2 separate regions of the Mus musculus genome follow, and region 1 is linked to region 2. The links are chromatin contacts, called in public Hi-C maps. All regions are on one chromosome and are shown on one strand. Each heading gives the region's core, a stretch centred on a gene start, on an enhancer-like site or on the middle of the called end of the contact. The rest is flanking DNA. Distances are from core to core; before and after follow the strand shown.

Region 1 (6,717 bases), core at 243-2,742, 310 kb before region 2:
ACATAGCATTACTACAAGAGAGTACATCTTCATTGATCTGCAGAAAATCTGCCAAATAGGGTGGGCTAATTCCCAGGAATTGTGATACTATTTAATAATGACATACAACAGGGTAAACTATCTCCAGAAAGTTACTTGTTTTCCTTAGGATGGATGGATAGATAGATAGATAGATAGATAGATAGATAGATAGATAGATAGATAGATGATAGACAGACAGACACATAGATGCTGAGATTGATGTAGACTTTCTCAACCTCAAAGCTCTCCCCTAGTGACACATCTCCAATAAGGCCGTACCTCCTAATCCTTCCAAAATATCCTTCTACCAACTGGAAACCAAACAGTCCAATATATGAGTTGTGGGGATGAGAGCATTCTTATTCAGATCACCACAGAATATCACCATAAGCCAAATGTTGATTTGGTTAATGTTCTAAACCACAGAAGCCAAGAGCAAATTAGAACACTGACTATTAGCCAAAGGAATTAGATATTACCTGGGCAGCTCAAATGACTTTCCAAGTCAAATATTTAGGGCCATCTTTTAACCAAAATTTGGATTAATCAAAAAGAAACAGTGCCCATATAAGAGGTAGAGACTTGAGAGATTGATGTCCAGAAAAAAAGGGCCCCTGAGAACACAGGCAGAACACAGCTGGCTCCCAGTAAATCAAGAAGAGAGCTTTTGGAGAGAACTAATATCTGTCCCCCCACCCTGCCTGGCTCCCCATCTAATTCATGGTCTCCAGAACTGTGAGAAATAAGTTCTGATGGTTAAGCTGACAAGCCTATGTTATTTATATGGCATGCCCAACAAACTAACAGATCCACCAATTCTTTTTTACATGACATAAAGTTACTTCTATATTCTATTTGTTGAGAGGAAATCACTGTGACTCTTCACAGCTAAAACAATGTGCAATCACGGAGAAACACCAGACAATTCAGATTAAGGAACTTTTTGAGAATAATGAAAACTAACCAGGCACATCAGTTAAATCTAATATGCAATGCTGTAAACTGGATCCTGAGACAGTCCTGTCTGTCTGTCTGTCTGTTGGTCAGTCTATCCATCAATTCCTGTACATAAATTATAGTTTAGGGATACTTATCATGGTTTTAATAAATTATGTGGTCCAGTAATGCTTTTATGTAACCATTATTTTTTCTAGTTTTAATAGTAGAACTTCCTTGTTCCTAGGAAGCATTGGAATGCACAGATAGGATGTAATTTGTAATTCCTGATACCACTTTTAAACATTTTCTATGCATTTAGAATATTTTCAAAATATAAGTATCATTAAAATTAGGAACACGAATAAAATCAATCAAATTGAGGGGTGTGTGTCTTGCAAAATATCAAGTTAAACTTTAAACCCAGTGAAGACTGGTTAGGAGACAGAGAGTTTTCTCTGTCTGGGACGACTCGGGTGCAGGTACAAGGTGCAAGGTGCATTGGATTCTGTATCATTTCCAGTAACTCCATGCAAGGATGAAGGCACACCCGGAGCTGTGTGGCAATAGTATGAAAGGCCTCAGCAGCACAGCAGCTCAGGTCTCTATCTGTGATCACACGTGTGAGTGGGTTAAACTCAGCTTCCCTGCACTGTTGACCCACTGTTCTCTCGGCCGTTTCTCTGTCTAGCACTGAGTGAAGGTTGACACATCTTTGATCAACAGAGCTTTCATTGCCTGTGATGCACAGACAGTAAGGGTATCTACACTGATGTCTGAGTTTTACAATATGCTCTCTGTGTGTGTTAAATTAATGCCAGCAGAAATGGCAATGCCTTCCGAGGGGTTTTGATACATAGACCTTTGTGAGACTATGTACCACAATCAATATTTATGCTTTATAGGATGTTAACTACCTTAACTTTTTTTTCTGTTTTAGAAAAATATTTTGTAGACTCTAAAATTTCCATCTGTTTTGATTGGGGAAAGATAACTCTTTAGCTCATTCTAAACATCCATTTTCTCCTTCTGATTTTATAAGAAAGCAAAATATTCTCACAGGCCTCTAACATTAACGCTAGGTCTATACCTACAATAATTGGTCTAAATACATAGGTCAGGTTTGATTTGCATTTAGTTGTTACGTTATGTAGGTTCTATCTAAATAAAATGCAAAAATTGATTGATTTAGACATTTAGTCACTAAATGTGTTCTGTAAAGTCTATTATTTCATATTTTAATTGAATTTAAAAGCCTATTTTTTACAACATATATAGGGTTGTGCTTAAGGTCCCACTGGGGATCTTTCTTCCTTATTAACATTGACCACATAGGCTGTTTTTGTGCAGTGTTCTGTTGACAAACACCTAGAGAATACTCATTCCCTGTCCATTTTGAAGATTTTTTAGTCACTAGCCATCCTGAGGTCTCTGCCTACCATAGCAGTGTGTGCCTAGCATCAGGAGGTTTGTGTGTGTGTGTGTGTGTGTGTGTGTGTGTGTGTGTGTTTCCTACTTTTTTCTTTTATCACCATCATACTTTAAAAAGTAAAAGTCACCTCTGGAGATAGTCAAGGTTTTTGCTGATGTTTTCTGAATATAAGTTTTAAACTTACATTTAAACTCTTTAGTGGAAGAGTGATTGCCTAGCACACATATAGCCTTGGGTTCAACGGCTTATACTTCAAGGAAGCAACACCCTCACAAAGTTATCTTCTTACCTAAGGTTAATTTCTCTGTTTGTAAACTTAGAATTTACTTCCTGAAATAGCATTATCATAGAAGATACTGTTAAATCAAAGAAAAAGGGAAAGTACCATGTAGAAAATGAATGTGAATTTACTATCTATCTATCAATCATATACCATGGAAATTAAATATGAATTTAATATCTATCTATCTATCATTTGTCATCGATCATCTATGCTTAGTTAAGCTTTTGCTATGATGTCCAGGCTGGTCTAGAACTCTCAGTCTTTTTACCTCAGTCTCCAAAGTAGCTAGGACTACAGTGATGTGCCATCATATCCAACTGCTGTTTTTATAGAGAGAATAATTCAAAACAGTCTATGAGAAAGGAAATTAGTTTCAAAGATTGACTTAAAAGTAGTTTTTTTTATTTGTGACCAAGCATTTCTTAAAATTAAATTTTCCAGAGTCCTCATAGTCATCAGATTTAACTTATGGAGTACCAAGTAGGATGGTGTCCATTGATAAAATTAGCCTCAAATTTAGTCTTTTCAGGTCTTCCATTGTGTCAAATATTATTCAATACCAGCTCACAGGGACACGTTATTATACCCTTTTGTATCTCATCCTGATTAAGAGATAGGAATGACTTACAGTAGATTTCACTGTAATAATTTTTTCTTTTAACATCATATAAACACTTTCAAAATGCTTAATGACTTTGCTTCTACTCTACAACTGTGAACTGGCTTGGTGCCACCTATACTGTGGTAGACAGAACAGCAAGAGAGAAGTTCTGGGCTATGAAGTTTAATGTGGTACTAACATCTGTTTACTCTTGGCTACAGTGTTACCAGTCCTGCTTTTTCTGTATTCCAGAGTAGTGTTTGCACTTATTTTACAAGAGGCAACTTCTAAAGCACACTGTGGTGGGGAGCTCGGTGGTCAGACACTTCAGGAAACTCATACAAGAAGAGGGACAGGCTTTCCAGAACTGAAGCTACTCTGCTTGCGTGCCAGCTAGCCTTCACAATCTGGTGCAGCTATTCCGGGAATTTCTTTCCATGTATCTCGATTCAAGGGTCTTTGAGAATGTAAATGGAGTGCCCAAGGCTCCATAGTTGTGAGAAAATCCTCTTGAGATCCGTTGATAGGTGCTTTAGAAGACTGATTTCTACAGCAAACTGCTATTTGAGAAGACAAAAGTAATTTATATCTATAAACTTTCTTTTTGTTGTATGAAGGAACACATAGCTGTAAAGTCCATGAACCACAATAATGACCAGTATGGCAAGATACAAGGGTGGGATAATGGCGCTTATAACTTGGGGACCCTCAATAGCTATCTAATCAGACTAACAGCCTACTCAGTAGGAGGAAATTAATGTGTGGCACTGTCACCTACTTGTGGCTGATAAGTTACAGTCCCTAGACGAGAATCCAATATTACCAGTTTCTTAAACCAGTATAATTACCAATTGCATTCTAAAAACCTGTTCTTAAACACACAGGCAAGCATAGCTTAACTCTTATTAAGGAAGCTTCTTTTTCACAGTGGACAAGAGACCACTACAAAATTCACAGCTTTCAGCAAAATCTTGCTAGTGTATGCAATGGTGTCTGTGTTTGGCGGCTAATTATGGGATGGATCCCCGGATATGGTAGTCTCTATATGGTCCATCCTTTTGTCTCAGCTCCAAACTTTGTCTCTGTAACTCCTTCCATGGGTGTTTTGTTCCCAGTTCTAAGAAGGGGCAAAGTGTCCACACTTTGGTCTTTGTTCTTCTTGAGTTTCATGAGCTTTGTATCTTGTATCTTGGGTATTCTAGGTTTCTGGGCTAATATCCACTTATCAGGGAGTGGGAGGGAGGGTATGGGGGACTTTTGGGATAGCATTGGAAATGTAAATGAGGAAAATACCTAATAAAAAATATTTTAAAAATTCACAGCTTGTCAATCCATACAGAACAAATGACCATGGGGTGCCTAATCGTAACTGATAGATCTCTTAATACAACCACTATATACCCGAGGCTAAGGTAGCACCGTGGAAGAGGGGGCAGAAAAAATGCAAAGCTGAGGACCAGGAAGTCTGCTGTGAGACTGTGTCTTCTATAGATGACAGGGAAGCTGCACCCAGGAAATTTCAGCAATGTGGTCTCCTAAACAAGATCTGCAAGACGACAAGACCAGTTGTCATAGTAACATGAATGGGTTAAATCCCACAGGGCCCCACCTCTGTAGTTGACTTTTTATTACCACTTTATAAAGCTATGAAACAGGTTATAAGCCCATTACCTACTGATTTGAAGCCAAAACAGCATTAATAATGCATTAAATTTATATGAGCACTAACCACAAAAGCCACACAGAAGCACAAAAGAAAGGCAGACTGATTCTAATCAAAGTGTTTGGCTCTAGATACTCTGCATTAATTATCATCCCACCTTCATGGCTCCTGAGGTAAGTTTGGTTAAATCATTTGAAAGGTAACATGGATACTATGAGGTCGGGCCAGAATGTCAATTGTGTTAGAGATTTTGATGACCTCGGGTCCATTGGCCTTAAAAAGCTTGCTGTCTAAGACCACTGATGATGCATCCTGTTGATATTTGAGACAGTTTCATGAGATTTCAGTTATGGTTTACCAGGGGTAAAAAATTTTGACCATGTGACACTTTCTACTGACAAATGGACGTATCTTTTCAGATTTGCCTCTGTTTCATTGTTGTTACATACTCCAACCAAAACAGCCATGAAGCCCATGTGAAGCCGAATCCCCACCCTGAGACGTGGTCTTCCTGTTATCTGTTTCTCCCAGACAGTTTATCGTCTAGCAGAGATGAAGAGAACTGAATTACTAGCCATTTCCAGAAGCCTGGAGTAACATTTTTCTTCAAGCGTGCTTTTTGTTCTCTGTCTTCCATGCCCTCGTAGTAATTGAGGCTGGACCCAGGGTTCATACAGGCTAAGCAAGAGCTGGGACATCCTCAGCTCCATAACTGTGCTTTGTCCTTGCAGAGCTGAGGGTTGAATCTATGACCTTGTGCTTTGTAAACAAGCACTCTACCATGTAGCTAAATCCACAACCCTTGCCTTTTACGTCCATGGGCCAGGAAAGTGAAAGTTCCTCTCTAAGGAAGTACCACACAAACTATACACTACAATGAAGTACAAGCAAAAGCTCCAAATATGAAATCTATAGACTTCTCTTTCCAGCAAGTGGAACAAGTTTGACTTTTGAAAATAGCTTTAAAAGCTATTACATTTGATGATATTTAAAACTTTTTTGACTCTATCTGTAAACTTTAAAAAGCATACAGGCTCAGGTTCTGGATAAATGAAAATTGGATTAGAAAACTAGGAAAGTAAGTAACAAATATTTAGCATCAATTTTTGCCCCATCTTCGATATTGCAGTAAGGGTAAAGAAAAGGATGTTGCCCTATAAAGGGAGTCTGATGTGAAAGTAACATGTGGAAAGTTTGCAACAGTGAAAGTGAAAACACAAGGGGCCCTTAATATGTGTGATACAATATTTGCAGTGACTATAAACAAAATTCCCTGCTTTGAACATAAATACATGAAGAAGCTAAAAAATATTTATCCGAGATATTTTATTTACATGTTAGACAGCATGTAAGTTTGTAGCTTGATTTCATAGGCACTGTGACTCAAGTCAACAGTAAAAACCCTTCAACCCTGAGATGTGAGCTCTGTCTTGGGAGAAATACACTTCTTTTCCATATAAACTTCCTGTTCATTATAAATATTGTAAGATATACAGTAGCACAAGATTAAAACCTTAGGTATGGTGGTATGTGAGAAAAATGTCACAAATCTATGCCATTATTTCTACACTATTAAGTTTATGCATAATGGTGTTGTCCTTAAAGTTTTCTTTCAAGTTCTTCATGTTTTTCTCTTATTTAGTGATTTACAGCCTTAAAGCCAGACTCTGCTAACAAAATGAAATTTAAAGCTTTAAATTTTACTAAGTAGCAGACATAATACTGTCATGTAATTTTTGTACATTCATACAAACACAGAACAACTCATTTATATCTTCCTA
Region 2 (7,261 bases), core at 2,819-5,318:
AGAAAAAAAGGTCATCTTCTGCAATGGAAAAAAAAAGAGAGAGAGATTGTTCTATAAACTAACATAGCCACTGGCAGAACCTTCATTTAAAATGTGGACTGATGGCACCCCTTCCCTATTCAGAATCTAGCACATGGTACACACACACAGACAAGAGATGGAGCAGGAAACTCCACAAATAAAGGAGGAAAGCTACTCCTTATGTGTATGTTACATTATTTAGCATGAAAATAACTGATCCCGAAACTCCGCATTCTAAGAGAATGATAGTGTTAATCAAGAGCTTCCCAGGGAGGGGTTATGAGATGGCCCAATGGCTGAAGGCACTTGCTGCCAAGTCTGACAACCTGAGTTCAATCTCTGGGTCCCACACAGTCAGAGGAGAGAATTAATTTCCACGAGTTGACCTCTGACACACACACACACACACACACACACACACACACACACACACACACAGTTTAAAAACTAAAAATATTTCTACTGAAATTGCTGAGCACAAGACACATACAGTTTTATAATGAAGCGATAATAATACCCCTAATATTCTAGTGACAGAGAAAGGGATCTGTAAAAATATGTCTCTTTGGCATATCCTTAAAGAAATTCTTTTTAATTAATTTAAATCTCAATTTAGTCTCTTGGCGTGAAGATGCCAGACACCAGCATTTTGGTGGCTCTGGCAGAGAGACCAACATAAATAAGCTCGTTGCTCTTCAGGGCTGTGATTCATTGATTCATTCTCTCGAGTGCTTGGCCCTCAGAACCTGGGCTCTCAGAGAAAATTTGGTTAAATATAGATTTAGAAGCCTACAAAGATTATATCTGGAGTGTGATTCATATGTATACTCTTGCTTTGCAATGTTCTGCCTACTTATTCAACCATCTTTTGTTTACCCTCTAGCTCAGACAGGAAAACAAAGCAGCGCACGAAACACATGATCCACCTACCAGTTGATGAGCACACTCTGAGGGTGACTCAGGTTTGAGACGCTTACACTTTTCAGCAAGCTTCAGCAGCTCTTTAGCTATGGTTTGGACTTGGTCATAAGCTGCATCCTGAAGAAACTGAGCCACCATAATGCTGACACTGAAACATAAGTTGTGTGTGTTGAGCATGCAACAATGTTGCGTTGCCCCCTTTCTTCTTTGTTGTATCATCACCACCACCACCATCATCACCCTTCTCCCCAAAATATTTTCCTTTCAAATTAAAAACAAAAACAAAGAATATGGATAAACAAACTCACCTGACTCCTAAGTTCTCCTCCAGGTGATCCTGCCCACTGACATGCTGCCTGGCTGGGAAAAGGGTTTGTTTAGCTCTGTGATTTCAATGCTTTTATGTGCCTAACTTTCACGTGTTGAAATTCTAACCTAAGGTAGAAACGTGTAATAGTCATGAGCCCCCATTCATGGGATTAGTGCCCTTTTGAAAGAGGCTGATGGGAGCTCATTCATCCTTTGTAACACATGCAAGCATAGGAAAACTTCATCATTTATTGGCCAGACGAATGCACCAAATACAAGACCCTTTACCAGATACTGAATCTGCTGGCGTCTTGGTCTTGGACTTTCCAGCCTCAGGTGCCACGAGAACTAAACTTCTGATGTTTATAATCCTCCCACCTTGCAGAATTTTGGCACAGCAGCTAAGATGGACTAGGACATTTGTATAATGGGAAATTTTCCAGCTTGAAAGCTCCCTTTAAATTCTATAACCTACACTTACTCAATCACAGATTCCGGATTTATTTTCATTAGCGGTAATGATAGGAACAATTTAGCGGTATATATCTTCTTCTGAGTTTAAACTGTTCTCTGTGAATGATTTCTTTAATATTCGAACATTGCTGAACTCTATCACTGGTTACAAGAAAATTGCATGTGGTTGAATTTAAAGTTCTGATGAGACCCTGGGGAAATGGTTCGGTCGGTAAAGTTCTTGTCTTTTAAGTGCAAAGACTAGAGTTCAACCATCATACACACTTTAAAAAGAGCTGGGTGTGGTGGTGCAAGCTCGTTATCCCGGTGCTGACAAGGCAGAGGTAAGCGGGCTCACAAGCTATCTGATCTACCCTACAAGGCAAGCTCCAAGCCAAGCAAAACCCAAATGAAACAACAGGGCATCTAGACATTTTATCAGGAGAAGGGACTCATGAGGCCTCAGCCCGAGATAAAGAACTAAGCAGCTTGGCAATGCAGAGAGCAGGAGAAACAGTCTGACCCAGGGAAGAGCACATTGACTGGTTACCCAGTACCAAATGGACAGCCCTGAAAGCATATGCATACAAGTAACATTATGCCAGCTGAGCAGTATGCACACACACACACACACACAAACACAGACACACACACACACACCAATTAAAGAAAAAGAGGCCATGGATTTGAGGTCGAGTGAATGGGGTCACACGGGAGAGTCTGAAGGGAAGTAAGGGAAGCAGGAAATGATGTAATTGAATTATAATCTCAAAAATAAAGGACAACGTTTTTTTTTAAAAAATCAAGATGAATGGAGTCTGAAGTTCACACAGATTGCCCTCTGTTCACAGTCACACAACGGACTCTGAATTCTTTAAAGTTAGTGATTTGGTTAAACTCTTTGATTATTTCATTATAAGCTATTAGCACAATCGAAAGTAAATGTCAGGGCTAGGGAACAAAATCCCAGAGATTAATAGTCTAACGTTCTTGATTTGGCAAAGAACGAGTCTTCCACACTCTGTGAGGGAGATTGCATCTCCACCAGCCACTCACTATACACACACACACACTCATACACAGACACACACATTCACACACACACAAACATACTCTCACACACACACACTCACAGAGACACACACATTCACACACACAAACATACTCTCTCTCACAACACACATACTCACACACACACATACACACACACACACACACACACACACACACACACACACACACATACACCTCGATGGAGCTGTGTCTTTCTTCTTACACTAACGGTTTCCAAAGAACCAAGCAGCTTTCTTTTACGTAAGCAACCATTAGCAATTACCATTGCTGCACAAAAGTAAAGGTTTTAAAGGCAACTCTTTAGATTTCAACTTCTATTTATAAAACGCATTTGCATGTACGTGTGAAGTTTTAGCGCTTTGTGTGGGTACGAAGAGCGAATGAGGGGCTGGGAAAATGACTCAGTCAGTAGAGCACTCGCTGTACAATCATAAAACTGTGAGCCTGGATGCCAGGAACCTACTTTCGAGACCCAGCAAGTACCTTGAGTCTCTTATCCCATTATTGCTGCAGGAGGATCCCTGGAGCTCACTGGCCAGACATTCTAGCCAATCAGTAATCTCCAGGCTCAGTAATCGCCAGACATTCTAGCCAATCAGTAATCTCCAGGCTCAGTAATCTCCAGACATTCTAGCCAATCAGTAATCTCCAGGCTCAGTAAGAACCTATCTCAGAAAATTAAGGTTGAAGAGCAACTGAGGAAGACACCCTATGCCAACCTCCAACCTATACATACATGTGCACATACGCGTATGTACAGAACACACACATGTAAAAGATTATTAAATGAAAACACGTGTCAAGGGGTAAGCATATTGCCTTGTAATAACAGGTAATAATGTAGCTTCCAGGATTATTCCCGAGTCGTTCCCATTTTTTGCTCTATTTGAATTCACTTTAGCCAGTTTCAAACATTGGCTTAAACGAAGCAGTCTCTCATCTAGACTGGGGACAAAGAAGGGAAGCTTAAAGTGGGGTAGTCCCAGAGGAGTGGCCTCAACGTACAGGCCTGTTTCTCAGGCCATTCCACTCACAGGTGTCTAGCAAGTGTCAATGACTGTTTTTTGACAGCGATGACCACTGAGAAAGATAAGGCTCTCCACACACGTGTTAGTGACTGTCATGGTTCCTCATATAATCCTTACACATAGGCCACACAGGCAGCAGATGGGATTTCCTACCTGCATGTAGTAAACTTGTTTGGAGAGACTCACATTTACTGTAGCTGAAGAAAACAATGAAGGGTAGAGCTTTAAGAACCTCCATTGTTTCAGATGAAGTTCCGCCGTTTGAGAGGAATGATGGTGTTTATATTCTTTTCCAGCAATTATCATTAACCGTTAGCTTTTCTAGTGAATATTAGTTTTTCTTAAGGCTCCCATGGACTGTCATGAAACCGGACAAACTCAGGACAGTGAAGAAATGTCCGTGTTTGTTAATGAATACAGGAATTTAAAGCAGATCATGTCGACCTATGATATGTTTGAGATTGCAACACACAGGCCTCGTGCTAGCAAACGATGCACCTGTTTGGTAAATGCCAGTCTACAGTATCTCGTTTCATAGAAATGCCTGTTTACATGTGCAAAGTTCTAAAGAGGCAAAGAGAAAGCAAACATGAACTGCCTTTGACTGGGCAAGTGGACTGGACTCAGGTGTCAATGCCAACACTGGCATTGCCAAGACCCTGGAGAGGGGAGAGGTGGAGGGCACAGCCAAGCCAGCAAACACAAAGGACTCCTATCCCTGAGTGCTGGTTGTCAATCAGGACCATCATGTGACTTTCACTCACACACGTCACCACTGCCTAAATGGAAAATTAAGACCAATTCTTTTTTTTTCCTTGAAAATCTCAAATAAAAAGTTTAATTTTAGAATCCAAGCTCATCATTTATATAAATACACTAAAGCATAGTCCTTGCAAACTCAGAAATTCAAAAAAAAACATTTTTTTTCTAAAAGGTCAGAGGCAAATGAGTGATTTGTTTCACCCATATTTAATTGATTTGAAATGAGGAAATGAAAAACCTTTTAGAGTTATAAGCAGAAACTTTAGAGTCCGGTAAAGAATCTGATAGCTGATACTTCATGTTGATATCTTTGGGATTCTATAAAGTCCCAATGATGGTTGGGGCTTCCCTATCATAGGAAAAACAAATCAAAATGCCTAAGGCTTTTCTCATGACTGCAATAAACAAGCACTTTCCCTGTCAACAGGCGACCCCTTCAAAGTAGAATCTGAGCTATATCTGGTCAAACTGTGAGGGGTCAGTGCGTACTTCTTATGAGATGGCTTTATTGTATAGAGACACAAAAGTAAATCAGAGGCATGGAGGTTTGATCAACAGGCCATCTGTTGTCAACGTGTCATACCATGCACTGGCGAAGTCCTAAGCATGATGCTAAGACCCAGATCCAATTTCAAGGAGCTCATGAAAAACGGGGTATCTCTGAGTTAACTGGCCGTGGAAAACCTGAATGCATCATCTGACGCGGGAACCTTCTCATGACCCACACTCCGTGATATGCCCAAGTTCAGTTTTGCTTTCAGATGCCTGGTTCTGTAACGTGCACAGCTTCCAGAATATTCTCTCTTCGGCATACTGTGGAGCCTGTGGTTAAGAACTGTTCAGTCAGGATGGCTTAGCCGCCACCGCCTATTTGCAGGTTTCGTTTATCAGACACAGAAACTGTTTTGTTGCAATTGAAATATTTAATTAAAATACAGCACCTGATTTGTGGTTTTTACACAACTGAATAAAAAAAAACCCTACACAATAAAGTTGTTTATATCTTCCTTCCATTCTAGTAAAACAGATTGCTATCCCCTCTTAAAACAAAACAAAACTTTATAGTTTTATACCTGATCATCCTATTCCAATAATTGCCAAGAGTTTGTTTCTAGTGGTCTTCTGGCCCAAAGGAGGAGTAAGGCCCATGTGGATATTACAGTGAGAACTTGCAGGTAGCCCCAGATGCTTGCTCTGGTGTCCTGCATGGCCCCGCCAGGCAGTGTCGGCTCTGGTACAACAGCACTGAAGCACATTTCCAGTCTGGTGGCTCCATCTCTGAGTTCCATACTGAAAGCCTACTAAGGGGAGATTTACGTTTAAAAAGATGAGCTTTTCAAAATGCTCCATCATGAGCCTGGGTTGGCCAAAGCTGCCAGAATCCATGGGTATGCTCAGCAGCTTTTCTGAGGGGACTGTACTTGGGGGACAGCCCAGAAATCGGACTGCTAAGGTAGACAGCCCAGGTCAAGATGACTACTTCAGCTTCCAGTAGGTAAGTGGGTCACAGCTGTGTTCCAGCATCTCTTCCTCCAAAGATGCAAGCACCATGTTTTCAGATAGCTTCTCTCTCTCTGATCTCTCTATTGGTGCAAGTGACCACAGGCTCTTCTCTGTGCCAGTGTCTTTAAGTGGAGACCCTGAGTCACAGCCGTTGGAGGTGGCCGTGTCCTCTGAGGTAGAATTCAGTATTTCTAGTTCCCTGATGAAGTCTTGCCTGTAGTGCTCTGCCTCTTCCTCTGTGAACAAGGAAGCTTTGTAGTGAGGGTCCAGCAGTGTGGCAAAGATGTGCCTGGGATCATGGAGGGTAGCAGACAGGCAGCTTGCCATGGCTTCCTTCAGGGACTTAAGCATGGTGTCCATGCAAGTGAACAGGTAACCCATGAGAGAAGAGTAAGTGTTGGCCACCAGAACATTGGAAACAGGAGGCTGCTGGTTATGACTTAAGCGTTTCCCACCCCCAGTTCCCTCATTTCTAAAGGGTGACTTTGGTTAAATGAAAAGGTAGTTTCCTTGGAGAAAGTCTCTCTGGGAAAGCAAGCTACTCTTAGGAGTAGGCTGTAAGCCCAGCAGTACGTGGCCAACATAAAATGAACTCAATGACATCTTTGGAAGGTTTTTATCTCATAACATCATATTTAAACCTTTTAAATTTTATATTATTCTTATTTTATTTGTGAATATTTTTTTCTCTTTTTACCCTACAGGTACTTTAGGTATATATGATGGCTTCAAGTTTAGTAGTTTTAATGGAATTTCTAGGTGTGTAAACTAGTAGGTCTTTTTGGGGGCCTTTTTTTCGGGGGGACTCTTTTTCTTTGCTTTGCTTTTGTTCTATTATCCTATGTTAGTTTTTATCTTTTTTTTCTTTTCTTTTATTATTATCCTTTAGAAGCCCCTTTCCCCCCCTACTGAGAGACAGAAAGGAAGTGGCTCCAGAGGAGGAGGTGGGGGGAAACAGGGAGAAGTAGAGTGAGGGAAAACTATGACCAGGGTATATTCTGAGAGAGAAAAAAAATCTATGTTCAATAAAAATAAAAGAGTTTCAAAGGAGTACAGTCTATTAGCTGATTCTGCTACCCACAGGCTCCCTCCTCTGGCTTCCTGAAGAGGAACCTGCCCATGTGGATGCACACACACTTGTCTCAAGGGAGAGAAACAGAACCTGACTGGTTTTCACTTAGATCTGGGCT

What was found. A called contact is a pair of places that touch in the nucleus more often than the background predicts.
Region 1: a Hi-C map of liver shows a contact between it and region 2, with 2.4 times the contacts expected there. The contact joins the enhancer-like site here to the promoter of Albfm1 in region 2. A contact is called at or near these places in 3 of 39 promoter capture datasets (cranial neural crest and liver) and 2 of 484 Hi-C or Micro-C datasets (both in liver).

Annotation. Positions count from the first base shown.
Region 1 is chr5:90,867,351-90,874,067 of GRCm38.p6, reverse strand. No RefSeq gene overlaps it. Among named protein-coding and RNA genes, the nearest start is that of Cxcl1, 21 kb to the left of the region's middle. Within about 2 kb of position 1,492, at least 8 of the 459 cell types and tissues checked have an H3K27ac peak or open chromatin away from gene starts, as enhancers often do. A contact at or near this core is called in liver, where this site is marked.
Region 2 is chr5:90,558,016-90,565,276 of GRCm38.p6, reverse strand. It overlaps Albfm1 (albumin superfamily member 1), which reads right to left and starts at 4,068. Exons shown (of 14, transcript NM_001252661.1): 1 at 3,960-4,068; 2 at 1,251-1,302; 3 at 952-1,090. The coding sequence starts at 4,044. It also overlaps the pseudogene Gm2602.